Regions from separate parts of the Ovis aries genome. Here region 1 is linked to region 2. A link is a contact called in public Hi-C data. All regions are on one chromosome and are shown on one strand. The core of a region is the stretch at or near the end of the contact, and the rest is flanking DNA. Distances in the headings are between cores, read along the strand shown.

Evidence for each region. A called contact is a pair of places that touch in the nucleus more often than the background predicts.
Region 1: a Hi-C map of blood shows a contact between it and region 2, with 3 times the contacts expected there. The contact joins two enhancer-like sites. A contact is called at or near these places in 3 of 16 Hi-C or Micro-C datasets (blood, muscle and tail adipose tissue).

What each region holds. Positions count from the first base shown.
Region 1 is chr5:6,547,021-6,553,775 of ARS-UI_Ramb_v3.0, forward strand. No RefSeq gene overlaps it. Among named protein-coding and RNA genes, the nearest start is that of AP1M1, 53 kb to the right of the region's middle. Within about 2 kb of position 2,336, at least 8 of the 54 cell types and tissues checked have an H3K27ac peak or open chromatin away from gene starts, as enhancers often do.
Region 2 is chr5:6,414,331-6,420,113 of ARS-UI_Ramb_v3.0, forward strand. It overlaps EPS15L1 (epidermal growth factor receptor pathway substrate 15 like 1), which reads left to right. Exons shown (of 24, transcript XM_060416230.1): 20 at 5,666-5,783. The region is part of intron 1 of LOC121819589; the gene reads right to left. Among named protein-coding and RNA genes, the nearest start is that of KLF2, 50 kb to the right of the region's middle. Within about 2 kb of position 1,476, at least 14 of the 54 cell types and tissues checked have an H3K27ac peak or open chromatin away from gene starts, as enhancers often do.

The DNA of each region.
Region 1 (6,755 bases), core at 1,086-3,585, 130 kb after region 2:
GTCAAGCCAAGGCTGATAAAGCCCCTGTTGAGATAAGCTGGGGAGACGGCCTGCCACCGTTTATTCAGGCAACAAATATTTACTGAGCTCCTCTCGGTGCCAGGGTCTGGGGCTGGGAGCCGGAAATTTGATGGGGAACAAGCCAGAATGGTCTTACTCTCCTGATGACTGATGGCCTATAGCCAGGGGACAGATGAGAGAGAGACAAACAAGCAAGATGATTCTAGAGTATGGTGGGGTGGTAGTGGGGTCCGAGAGCTGCAATGAGGGCCTGATCGGGGGAGAGGGCTGGGGGGTTCTTGATGGTGACCCCCTCTCAAGGCACCTGGCGACGCATCTCTTTCGTCGCCCTCTTTCCTGCTTTGGTTTCACCCCCGCGGGTCTGAATTTGCATTATTGGGACATTTCTTCTTTTTAAAACTTCTACCTCCTGCCTTCTCTTGGTGCAGGCTGAGGTGGGGGGCGGTGTTGCTCCTACCACACGGTCCCCCATGAGCAGAGGAATTCCTCCTCAGCTTCAGGCTTCTCAGAAAAGCCACCTCCGCGGTCCCCCGCTTGTGAAATGACCCCTGGGCTGGCCAGGAAGACCCTGCTCGACTCGCTGCCTACCGAGCGCCCCCTGCAGCTGACACTGGAAAGGACACCTCCTCACCAGCCCCATTTTACAGAGGAGACCCCAAGGCCAGCGAGCTCAGACCAGGACTCGAATTCAGGGAGCCTCACCTCTTGGGCGCAGTGAGCCTGCCTACCCTCCAGGCACACAAGGGCATCAGACTAGAAAGAAAGAGACCCTGGAAGGGTCAAGGAGGCGCACACTGCCCCTCCACCAGTGACGTGGAGCCAAGCAGCCTGGCCTCACCAGGCCTCAGTTCCCCCTCTGGCACATGGACTGGGGACCCCTTCGCTTGCGGCTGTAGTGGCCTTTGTGTGTGTCCACTCCATATCGTCAGCCTCCACTTTAACCTCTTGTTGGCACTGTGCTGGTTTCAGAGCCATGTCCCTGCTCTTGCTGGTGGCTTTGGAGGTTCTACATGACCAGTCCCTGCCCCCACCCCAGGCCTGGGTCTCTCTGCTAGATCCTCAAACACATCAGAATCCCCCAGGACCCCAGGTCTTCGCATTTGCTCTTCCTGCATCCATCCATGTCTCCAAACCTCATCTAGTTGTTGTCAACTTACCTGTCAGTCTTGGCCTGATGTCAAACTTCTTTCCTTTTCTTCTTTTTAAATGTTTTGTTCAAGTGCAGCATACAGACATCTACAGCTCGATAACTTTTCACCGAGTGAACACTCCTGTGTAACCAGCACCCAGATTAAGAAACAGAACATTCCCAGCCCTAATCCTTCCTGCCAAACCCTGGTGGGCTCAAAATTTTTGAATTGATGGTTAATGATTACGTAACAGCCCTGCTGTCTGTGATGTAGCTGCCAGATAAGCTGCTGGGTCCATGGGTTGCATTAATAGAGCCATAGACTCCAGAACAAGGGAGGTGATTTCTCTCCTCATTTTGGGTTGATCAGAGCAGGCAGACGGCTGCCCCTGCCGCTTTGAAACGGGGCACACAGAGGGTTCAGTGAAGACCGCCATGGTGTGTGTGCTTGTTTGTGCACACTTCAGAGTGCTGCCCTGGGAGAAGGCATCGGAGGCTCAAATGCGTTCAACTTAGAGCAGGACAGGCCCAGGTCCTTGACCAGCTCCAGGTGGCTCAGCGGCAGAGCAAGGCAGGGCAGGGGCAGAGGGACCCCTCTGAGCGATGTGTGGGTTCCTGGGCTCCTTTAATGGTAGTGAGCATCCCGTTAGGAGAGGGATGGAAGCCTGACTCCCCAGGACAGCAAGCTGAGCAGGAGCTCATTACCGCAGGCTGGCCAAGACAGGGGCAGGCTGGCCTCTTACGTCACACCAGGCCTGGCAGAGAGGAGGGGGTGGAGGAGGTCTGCAGGAGACGTGTGGCCACACTGGGACCTTTCTTGGGAGCGAGACAAGCCCAGAACCTACCCAAACTCACGGGGCCCAAACTGGCTTTCCAGGCACGGGCCGGCCTTGGGGCGCTGGTTTTGGGTGGAGTTCAGGTCGGGTTATATCTGGCATGGCCGCTCCCTCTCGCCGGCTGCAGCTGCCGGGGGCGGGGGGCCGCTGGGCACGCTCCGCCACCCGCAGTCAGGCTGCCGCAGGTGCTGGGCCGGCCGCTGCACATAGTCACGCTTGGTCCCCCCCGCCTGGCTTGCCGGCCTGCCCCTCGGCTCTCACCAGGAAAGGGCCCCGGGGTCCGAGAGCAGGGGCCGACTCTGAGCCCCAGTGAGCTCTTGAGTATTTTTATCTCACTTCTGCGTTTCACTTTTACTGGTCGTGGGCGACATGTACATGTCAGTCAGGCTCCAAGCAGTAGCTGCTGCGTCTGGGCTGGTTCCCTTGTGTGTCGATCAGGGGTGGGGATTGGGGGCGGGCACGCAGGCTCGGGTTTGAATTCTATCCCCACCATCAGCGGGCTGTGTGGCCTCTGGAGCGATCCTCAGCCCCTCTGAGCCTCCTGAGAGGGGCGTGGGGTGCAGGAGGGGACCTTGGGCCTGGGTTCTGATGCCACCCTGCTTCTGGCCCGCCGTGCAGCCTCAGGCAAGTCCCTTCTCCACTCTGGACCTCAGTTCTCTTCTCTGTAAGATGGGAATAACTGCGACCACGTCCTTGGAATGTTGCTTCTCTGACCCAGAGGTTGTTTGGGGTCTGGTTGGGTGGTTGTCCGGGGGAGGTGAGGTGTCCTGGAGACTTGGAACCAACGGGGTGTCCTTGAACTTGAGAAGCTTGAGCTTGTATGAGGCTAGTTTAAAATGCAGATTCCTGAGCTCCCCACTCACCCAAATCACATATATTGACCTCCCCACTCCCAGCCTCTTGGGAAGCAGAGGTGCTCTCTCCTGGGCTGCAGTCCTCATTTTGTCCCCAATAAAACTTGACTCGCAACTCAAAAAATAAAAGGCGGATTCCCAGGCACTTCCCATGGTGTGGAGGGAGCAGGGGAGGGTTGGCCCTCAGGTGTCGGCAGATGCCATGTCAGGCCGAGAAACCTCAGGAAACGCTCTAGAACCTGTGAGTGTGGTTGGAGACCGGTGAGTGTTTCCTGAGCGGCTTCCCTGGTGACTCAGCCGGTGAAGAATCTGCCTGTGACACCGGAGATGCGCATTCGATCCCTGGGTTGGGAAGAGCCCCTGGAGGAGGGCATGGCAACTCACTCCAGTACTCTTGCCTGGAGAATCCCATGGGCAGAGGGGCCTGGTGGGCTGGAGTCCGTAGGGTAGCAAAGAACTGGACAGGACTAGAGCAACTGAGCGCACGCTGTTTCCTGGGACAGGACCGGGGAGAGCTATGGGGAGGGAAACACCAAGGCCCGGAGAGGCGAAGTCGTTTGCCCTGGGTCGCTCAGCCAGCCAGGGGCAGCACTGAGATTGAATGGGGTGGGGGAATCGCGCACACAGGCCCCGGCCTCTCCAGCGAGCCTGGCGCTCTGGTGCACCCCGCTCTGAGCATCTGGCCCAGGGGCCACAGGGCTGCCGAGGAACATGAAGCTTCGTGCTTCCCCCGGGAACAACTGGCAGCCCAGTCAGGGTTTATATAGCGGCTCCCAAAATATCAGGCTGCGGATAGGCTGAGGCTGCCGAGGGTGCGGCGGGCCAATGCCGTGGCTTCCTGTCCTGCCAAGATGTTTCCTGCTGATAGCTGGGCCCAGTGGCCTTATCTGTGACCCTGGGGCCACCAGGAGGACACCCCCCGTAACAAGGGGACAGACTGTTCTAGGCCCCAGGGAAGGGGCTGCAGGGACCCAGGAGGGGGTCAGGGTGAGCAGCCCACTGAGGGTGCTGGGTAGTTAGGTCCACTCTCAAGCTCTGAGATGGAGTGGAGCCCGACTACCCCGAGTGGGGCTGCGGCTCTGCAGCTACCGTGACTGTGTGACCCTCAGGAGCTGAGTCCCTCTCAGAGTCATCCTCATCCATCAAACGGGGATAGTGGTGGCTTCATTTTCACTTAACATTCCCCACCCTAGCCCTCCCAGCCTGCCCGTCAAGGAGCCCCCAGTCTGGGGGAGATGCCCCCTGCACACACAGCCCTACAGGCTCAGGGTTCAGCTAGAAGGAGGCTGGAGGAATCCAGGTGTCTGTCTAGGATGACTGCCTGGAGGAATAGTGTCATAGCTAGGGTGTAGCGGATATGTAGGAGTTCATCAGGCAGAAGGCATGGAAGGGATGACCAGGCTGAGGGAACAGTGTGTGAAGGCTTAGAGTCAAGTGACACTCTCCCTGTTTCACAGAAAAGGAAGCTGAGATTCCAAGAGGGGGTGATTCCATGGCTCTGAAACCTGGCACTTCCTCCTAGATCTGCCAACCAAGACCTGAGCTCCTGGGAGAGGACTTATTCCCTCTTGGTTGAGACCCTGGGATCTGGGGAACTTTTTTTTTTAAATTTCAAAATAGATTTTATTGCAACCAAAATAATAACATTAGTTCATTCACATAATAAGCTATATATATGTGTGTATGCACATTTTAAATTATAGGCAATAAAAGGAATAATATTTTCTAGGAAATAAAATTCATTTTGGCAGAGAGTATAAAATTAAAGTTGCCTCTAGTCATAACTCAACATCCTCAATTTTGTATAAGCGTGACACATTCTCTTGCCTTGCTGTGTCCTGCTCAGTCACTGTGTCTACTGCTTTATGAGAAGGATACACTGTGATTAAATATTACTCATTTCACTCTGATTCTCAAAACAGTCTTTCACCTCTGACTCTCACTGGCTCCACTATGGTCCTCTGAGCCCTGGTGCCTGAGTCTGGCGGCTCTGCAGGGAGAAGCAGGGAGGGACGGGGGTCAGTGATGCATCTCCAGGTTCCAGCTGAGGTCTGAGACAGGGTCGCTGGCCCTGCCGCTGTTTTGCCCTCTGGCTTCAGGGACGTGGTCCACACCTCCCCGCCCGTGGAGGCAGGGGCCAAGATGCCGCAGAAAACCAGGGTCCCAGGACGATTTCTCCAGGAGGACCCAGCCCCTGCCTGCTGGGCCCATATCTCCCTCACTGGCTCAAGTTTAGAGCTTTTGTGCAGAACACAGGGAGGGTCAATGGGGTGAGAGGTGAGGGAACCGCTGGCTTTCATCTCCTCTTTCATTTTTAAGAGACGTGAGTGAAATATGGAACTTTGTTCATAAATCAGTGCTACCTCTGTGGGGCCTCAGCCATCTGGGTCTGCGTGCTCAATCATGTCCGACTCTTTGCCACTCCGTGGACTGCAGCCCGCCCGGCTCCTCTGTCCACGAAATTCTCCAGGCAGGAATACTGGAGTGGGTTGCCGTTTCCTCATTCAGGGGATCTTCCCGACCCAGGGATCGAACCCAGGCCTCTTGCATCTCCTGCATTAGCATGTGGGTTCTCTACCACTGCGCCACCTGGGAAGCCCCACTCAAACAAATACATATACATGAATATTCACAACAGCATTTTCACAGTAGCCAGAAAGTGGAAACAAACCAAATACCCATTGATGGGTGAAAGGTAAACAAAACGTGGTCCATCATACGGGGAAATATTGCTCAGCCATAAAAATGAATGAAGCCTGATACAAGACACAGTGTGGATGAACCTCAAATTCATCACCCAGAGCGAAAGAAGCCAGATACAGAAAGTCACAGAGTGCATAATTCCATTTATATGAAGCGTCCAGAAGAGGCAAATTCATCAAGACAGGAAGCAGCCTAGTGGCTCCAGGGGCTGAGGGAGGGGTTACGAGAAGGGACTGCTCATGAGAACAGGGTTCCCTTTTGGGGTGATGAAAATGGTCTACAATTAGATACTGCTGGCGGTTGCACAATTTTGTAAATGCACAAAGTGCCCCTGAATTGTTTGTTCACTTTAAGATGGTTCGTTTCATGTCATGTGAATTTCAGCTCACTTACCAAAAAAAAAAAAAAGATTTTTTAGCTGTGTGGCAGTGTCCTGGGGCTGGTTTCTGGTGGGGGGGGGGGATGTTTAAATTTTCAAATGGTGGAGCCTTGTGCTATGATCTGATTTTCTTGGCTGAGGACGGGATGTGCCCCTGCTCATTAGGCAGTCAATTCGCCATAGGAAGATCTGCTTGTAGAGCTGGGCAAGGTGGTCCCACCCTGCTGTAATGAAATGCCTGCATGCTTTAGCTCTGCCTGCCTGCTGGACCTTGCGCTACACATGCCCCCCTCCAACAACCAGCTCCCAGTCCCCTCACAGAATCCTCCTAAGGGCCATTGTGAGCCCATTTTCCAGATGATGGGTTGAGGCTAAGATTCCCTTGGTCACCCAGACAGATGGCAAGCAGCCGAGTCCCGGTTGTTCTCAGGTCCAGCTGGCTCCAGCACTGTGTGCTTGGTATACCTCCCCAGCCCTCACTTTCGGATCTAGGGTCCCTCCCTCCCCCAGGCAGCGGTATGGTGGGGGCTGCAATGTGACCATATGCCTCCACACACACCCACTCACGTGGCTGGACTCCTGCTGCCCTGGGTCTTCTGGGAAGCCGTGCCAGGTGCAACCTGTTTCTCTTGGAAGGGAGCAGAGCCAGAAGTGGGATGGGAAATGCTCTCAGCACCTGATTGCAGGCGGGGTGGGGGATGGGCTCTGCGGGAACTGCTTGGGGGAGCAGCTGGGAACATTCTGAGCTTCGAGGGAGGAGGGCCAGGGCAGCCCCTGCTGGGTGAACACCAGGCACAACACTCCTGCTCTCCAACCTCAGTTTTCTGCCATGA
Region 2 (5,783 bases), core at 226-2,725:
TTCCTCCAAGTGGCGGTACCAAAGCCTTGAGTCCCCCTGCCGCCTGCCCAGGCACAGGCGCGAGGGCCTCCCTCCTGCCCTCACTGGTGTCTCACAGCCGTCAGACCTCAGGTGATAAAGTCTCCCAATGGCCAAACAATGCAAGAAGGTGTTGAGCACAGGGGGCCAGGCCTGGCGTGCAGCCTGCGAGGCCAGAACCGGGGGCCACAGGCCCACACGCAGATGTGTCTGGAGCTGCCTGTGGGTAGAACCCGAGAAGAATGTGGAAAGTGAGGGCTGGGCTCAGTTGGTGAATAAATACGCGGGTGAAACGTGAGCTGTTCAGGAAGGCCCGTAAGTCACTTCTGTTCGGCCTGGGCGGTGTCTGCGCGGCCATAATTACCTGAACTGACTGTAAATGTAGCCCCACAGGCGGTGTGATCACTCTGTCGAGAGGGGCTCGAAGGAGGTGTGGCTGGAGAGCTAAATCTTTAGCAGAGCAAGAAGTCCGTCGGTAGAGACTGTCCAAAACAGAGCGAGCAATAAGAGTAGAAGCCCATGACTCTGAGGTGCATTTCAGAAGAAACCGCTGAGCTGTTGAAAGCGCTGGCTGTGGGGAGTTGATGTGCAGCTTCTGTTCTCCGCCCTAACCTTTAGTGTCCCTTGGTTCCGACTGCGAGCCCGGGTTAGCGGGTTGAGGGAAGCGTTCGGTGTGTGTCTTGGCCTCGTCGGGAGGGTGGGGTCCCCTCAAGGATGCAGAACCAGGTGCAGCACAGCCTGCTGGAGCCCCGTGTTCTCCGTTTATTCCTCGGGTGTTTCCAGCCGCCCACTTTGGTCCAGGTGGCCCGGGCTCCGTGGCCGCTGGGGCACTGGTGAACACGTGCAGATGCAGCTCCTGTCCCTGATCTTGCCCCTTAGTTGGTGGGCGGGGGGATGGCTGGAGAAGGAACCCTGGAGCGTGTGGGAGCAGGCATCTACAGCCTGGAGCCCGTACCTCCCACCCCTCGCACCCCGCATGCCAGCTCCTCAGAGGGGCATCCCGCCTGCTTCACTCAGCCCGAGGGGCGCACGGCTGTCTGGGTGCTGAGCGCTTGTGGTTAGCAATGTGTGATTGTGGCATGTGGCTTCCAAGAAACGTTTGAGGTTTTGTTCAGGTTTTCAGAGAAGCGCGTGAGTGTAAACTGTCGAGGTAGCAAATCTAAGTCCTGGCTGGAGGCAGAGCATCGGTTTGCCCATTGGCTGCCGTGGGAGGGAGCCTGGGGGTGCCAGGCTTTCCGTCCTGTCTCCTTCCCGTGCCTGGAGGGAGTCACAGTCCTGTGGGAACTGGGACACTGGTGGTCTGGGATCGGCCAGAAGGGACCAGAGCCCGAGATGTGCCTTCGTGTCCACCTGTGGCTGTGTGGCTGTTACATGCACTCCCCGGGTGGAACTGCGTGTCCTTGGCTTCTGTCCCTGCTTAGCGGGCGGGAAACTGTCCCCTGAAATGAAGAAACCTCTGCCACACGGGGGCGGCAGTCTCCAGGGAAGGGGCTCATGCCCTGTTCTCAAGCCAGCACGAGTGGGCCCTCTCCCCCAGAGGCAGGGGAACGAGGGCAAGCAGTGCCCCCGAGCTGGGACCAGGGGACAAGGACGAGGCGTGAGCCAAGCCCTCTGTATCAGGGCGCACTGGAGGCTGTGTGGAGTGGCCGCCTGGCGGGACCCGGGCCGCCGCCTCCAGGCAGCACCCGCCTGTGTCTCTGCTAGCTGCAGAGGCGACCCTCAGCCAGGCAGTTCAGAGCCTGGCCCTTCCCTCTTGGTGCCCGTTCTAACCTGCAGGTGCGTTTTCCCTCTTTCATTCCGCTTTCCCTCTCCTTGATCTCGTGTCCCGGCTCAGGCCACACACACGTGCACTTGTGACTTCAGAGCCAGCGCCCCTTCCTGTTGGTGGCACTGGGCGGGACAGGGCTGGCTGGGGCCGTGGAAAGTTTGTCTCCATTGTTTTGTTTCCACGATCCCATCAGCTCCTGATCTCATGGCGCTTGCCCAGCTCAGTTCAGCGCCCTAACCTCATAGGTCTGTTTTTCCCTTTTGGTTCCCTTTCTGTTTTTCAAGAACAACATTGTGTGTATAAATAAAATGCCGAAGGAAATGAAAGTAAAGTGGCAAGAAGGTGTTTTTTTAACTGCTTGGGGGGGGTGTGTGTGTGTTTTGAACATCGCTGTCTCTTCTCCACCTGAGTGGGGTGGGGAGGCCATGCAGGCTGGCACCCTTCCTTAACTTCACCCAAAGCTGGAGTGTGCCCCTCTCTGCCCGGCAGTGCTGGAGGAGATCAACCCGCAGTCTGATTCCCTGGATTCCTCTGGGAGTGTCTCCAGGCTTGCACCCTTAGTTGAGGTCCCCTCGTACCTGAGGTGATTTTTCTAGGCAGTATTACCTTGCGTTAAGAACACTTTTCCCAAAATAGATCTCAGAGCATCTGAGAATAAAAACAAGACTCCAACTTAATTATTTCACCCCTCCTACCCTAGGATTTTTTAAAAAAGCCAGCTATGAAATACTTGACTGCCCTTTGTCAGCCCATTTTCAGTTGTTTTTCAAGCATGCATTTCTATTTAGGGCTTTTTTTTTTTTAAGTTGAGGGTCATTTGTTTTAAGTCAATTTTTTGAACTGTAAACCTTTTAGAGCTGTGTCTTGTATAGTAGCTTTGCTGTCTGTGTGTTTTTCTTTTTTTTTTTCTTTTTTTGGAGCACACTTCACTATAGCCCAGCCAGAGAGCCCCTACCGGCTTTACTGAAACCCTTCTAAAAATAGCAACTTTCCCTGAAGCTACAGCCTGAGTAGGAACGAGTCAGGTCCCAGAGGAGGCTTCTTGGAAAACTTCAAGTCATGAAAGTCAGGATTCGGAAATGACGCAGGCTTTTTGGTGTCAGAAGTGATAAAACTCCCTGCTGTGGGCGAACTCTTTCTCCCTGGAGCGGGTCCACCAGCCACGCAGTGGGTTTAGATAGATGAGGGGGCGGAGGGTCGGCTTGGCCCACGGTGTGCCCAGCCAGCCGGGAGGCTCAGTGCATCTTGCGCTCCGGGGTGTGGTGCACAGGCTGGGTGGACGAGGGCCTCACCGTGCGCCATGCAGCTCTGGGGGTGGGGGCGGGGGGTCCGCACCCAGAGGCTCCCAGGTGTCCCTCTGCACCCCTTCCCCAGAGCTGGCGCATACCCAGCTCCCAGGACAAGAACGGGTCCACTCAGGGGCCTAGGGAGCTGGTCATGCCCCGTTTGCCAAGAAATTGATTTTGGTTCTCGCCTGCCCGTCTAAGGTTGTGGCAAGCGTGGAGAGAGCTGTCAACCCAGGGCGTGTCCTGGGAACAGCAAAAGCAGAAGCAGCTGCGCGCTCTCCATCTCAGCGGCTGCTCCGTCTTCTTTCCCGAACAGCAGACCCTAGCCGCTCACTTTAAAGCTGAGCTGCAGGTCCACGCTGCACCTTGGCTCTCTGGCTCGCTCAGTCTGGGAAGGGCTCTGTGGATGACAGGAAGCAGCAGAAACATAGTGTCGGTGGCCAGCGGGCATTTGCAGATTCTTGCGGGCATCCAGGGGAATCCGAGTCACGTCCACATTCTCAGCATGATGCTGCTTGCGCTGTCTCTGCTGATGTGGTTTGGGCGCCGGGTGGAGCCGCTTACGCATTCCCTTTCGACTTCTCGCCCAGCCCTGCGAGCGCGGGCAAGGCATGGTGGTCATCTCACAGAAGAGGAAACAGAGGCGCGGAGCTGGGAGCGGGGCCTCCAGGTCCCACCCTGAGGTGCTGTGTTGTCAGCAGGCCATGTCTTCTCACAGTTCCTCAGCTTCCCTGCCTGTGAGATGGAAGGGGTGGCCGGAGGACTCTGTCCCCAGGCCGGTGGGACGATGTGGCGAGACCAGCACAGAGTGGACGTCTCCTACCCTGGGGGCCCTCTGAGGTTCCGGGGGAGGAACTGGGTGCCCAGCGGTCTTGGCTGAGGGTGCCACCGCCCTCTCCTGGCCCCCTCCTTATCTCTGTGGACCAGCCGCCTCTCTCCCACCCGAGACGAGTATCTGGGACTAGGTACCAGGGACAGGGTGGCTGCATCCGTGTCCCCATGACCATAACCCCGTGACTGATGCCCGCCCTTCTCCCCACTGTTCCATCCACACGTGGGAACCAGGTGCCTAAGGAAGTCCCTAGAGTGGGCTCTGCTGTCGCTTGACCAGCCCCCCCGACCCGCACTGGGGAGAGTACTGCACGTGCCCCCCTCACGCCTGCTCCACGCCCACCATGCACAGTCCCCCCTGACCCCTGTGCATCCCCTCTCCTTTTCTCTTCTGAGGATCATATCAGCATTTTCACTCCAGTGTCCACTACTTCCCTCTGTGTCCAACAGCTCTGAATCTGCTCTCTCTACTTTTCCCTAGTTCTTTTCTGTGTGAGGGAACACAATCCCCCACCCATAGAGAAAGCAGTCTCCCTTTGGGGCGCCTCTGGTCCTCTGCGCTCATCCATCCGTCAGTGGAGGTTTGTCATGCCCAGCGCCATGCTGGGGCTCCAGGAGCGGGTGCTCGTATGGACGAGTCCTTGCCCGCCGCGGCCAGGTGTGTGCCCTATCGGTGCCTCTTGCCTTTCAGGCCACTCAGTTAAGACAGGAGGGTCCTGGGTGCCTGACCCTGGCTTGATAAGCTATGTCCTGTCAGCTCACCCTAGGATGTCTGAGCTGGTGCAGAAAGGGGTGGCACGGAGGGGTCTGGGGGCGGCAGTGAACTCCAGCCCATCTCTGAGAAGGAACAGGGGCTCAGGGTGGACGGGAAGGGCTGAGCGCCCCCAGTCAGGGACCCTGTGTGTATGGAGGCCTAGGGATGGGGCACCTGGGGCTCCAGGCATCAGAGAATTGCCAAGAGAGGGTTGGGTCCACTGCAGGGCTGAGGCCAAAGCATTGCACAGTAAGGGGGCTGGGGGCTATGAGGAAGGCCCTGTGTGCCTTGAGGAGTACTGGGAGTTGCCTTTAAGCTTCAGGGGCTGGCTGCGCTGCTGCCTGCCCATCCACCTGCCTCCCTGCCCGCCTGCCATGTTTACCTTCCCGCCTGCCTTCCTGCCCACCTGACCCTCCAGGCGTCTCTTTGTGGCTGGTGTGACATGGTCTGATTTGGGTGTGAGATGGTGGATGTCGGCGGGGAGCGGGGCGCGGGTGAGACTAGGGCTGGAGGAAGCTAGTGGAGGGTCCAGGCCAGAGGCAACAAGAGCCCATTGGAGGTGGCGGTGGCTGTGCCAATGTGGATGGGGTGGGCTCTGGCTTGAGTCCCTGGGGGTGCAGCTCAGCGGCACAGAGCGGGTCTGGTGCCGCTCTGACTGAGTGGCTGACACTGACCGAAGGGAGAGGGGGTGGGACACGTCTCTGAAGTGTGAGCAGGAAGCCCCGATATCCCCTGGCGGGTGGCAGGGAAACAGCTCCCCACCCCCATGCCCTGCCGCATGACATAAGCCCCCCGAGGCGCTGGGTGTTCCCGCCTGCTCCGTGTGTCTGCCAGCTGCCCCTCGTGGGCCAGAGGACCCTGTCTCTCGAGGGTGGAGGAAAGCGGGGGGCTGGTGAGCAGCCCCCGGCCGAGCGGGGACCGTGCCGCACAGCGTGGCGGGCTCGGTGGGCGTCCCTGCCTCCGTGTTAATGACTGTTTCTGCCTCTCTTTTCGTGTCCTCTCTTGCAGCCCCCAACTTCTGGGCCTTTCACCTCCTCCTTTGGAGGGGCAGGATTCTCAGATGACCCCTTTAAAAGTAAACAGGACACTCCCGCTGTGCCTCCGAAGAAACCTGCTCCTCCGCGGC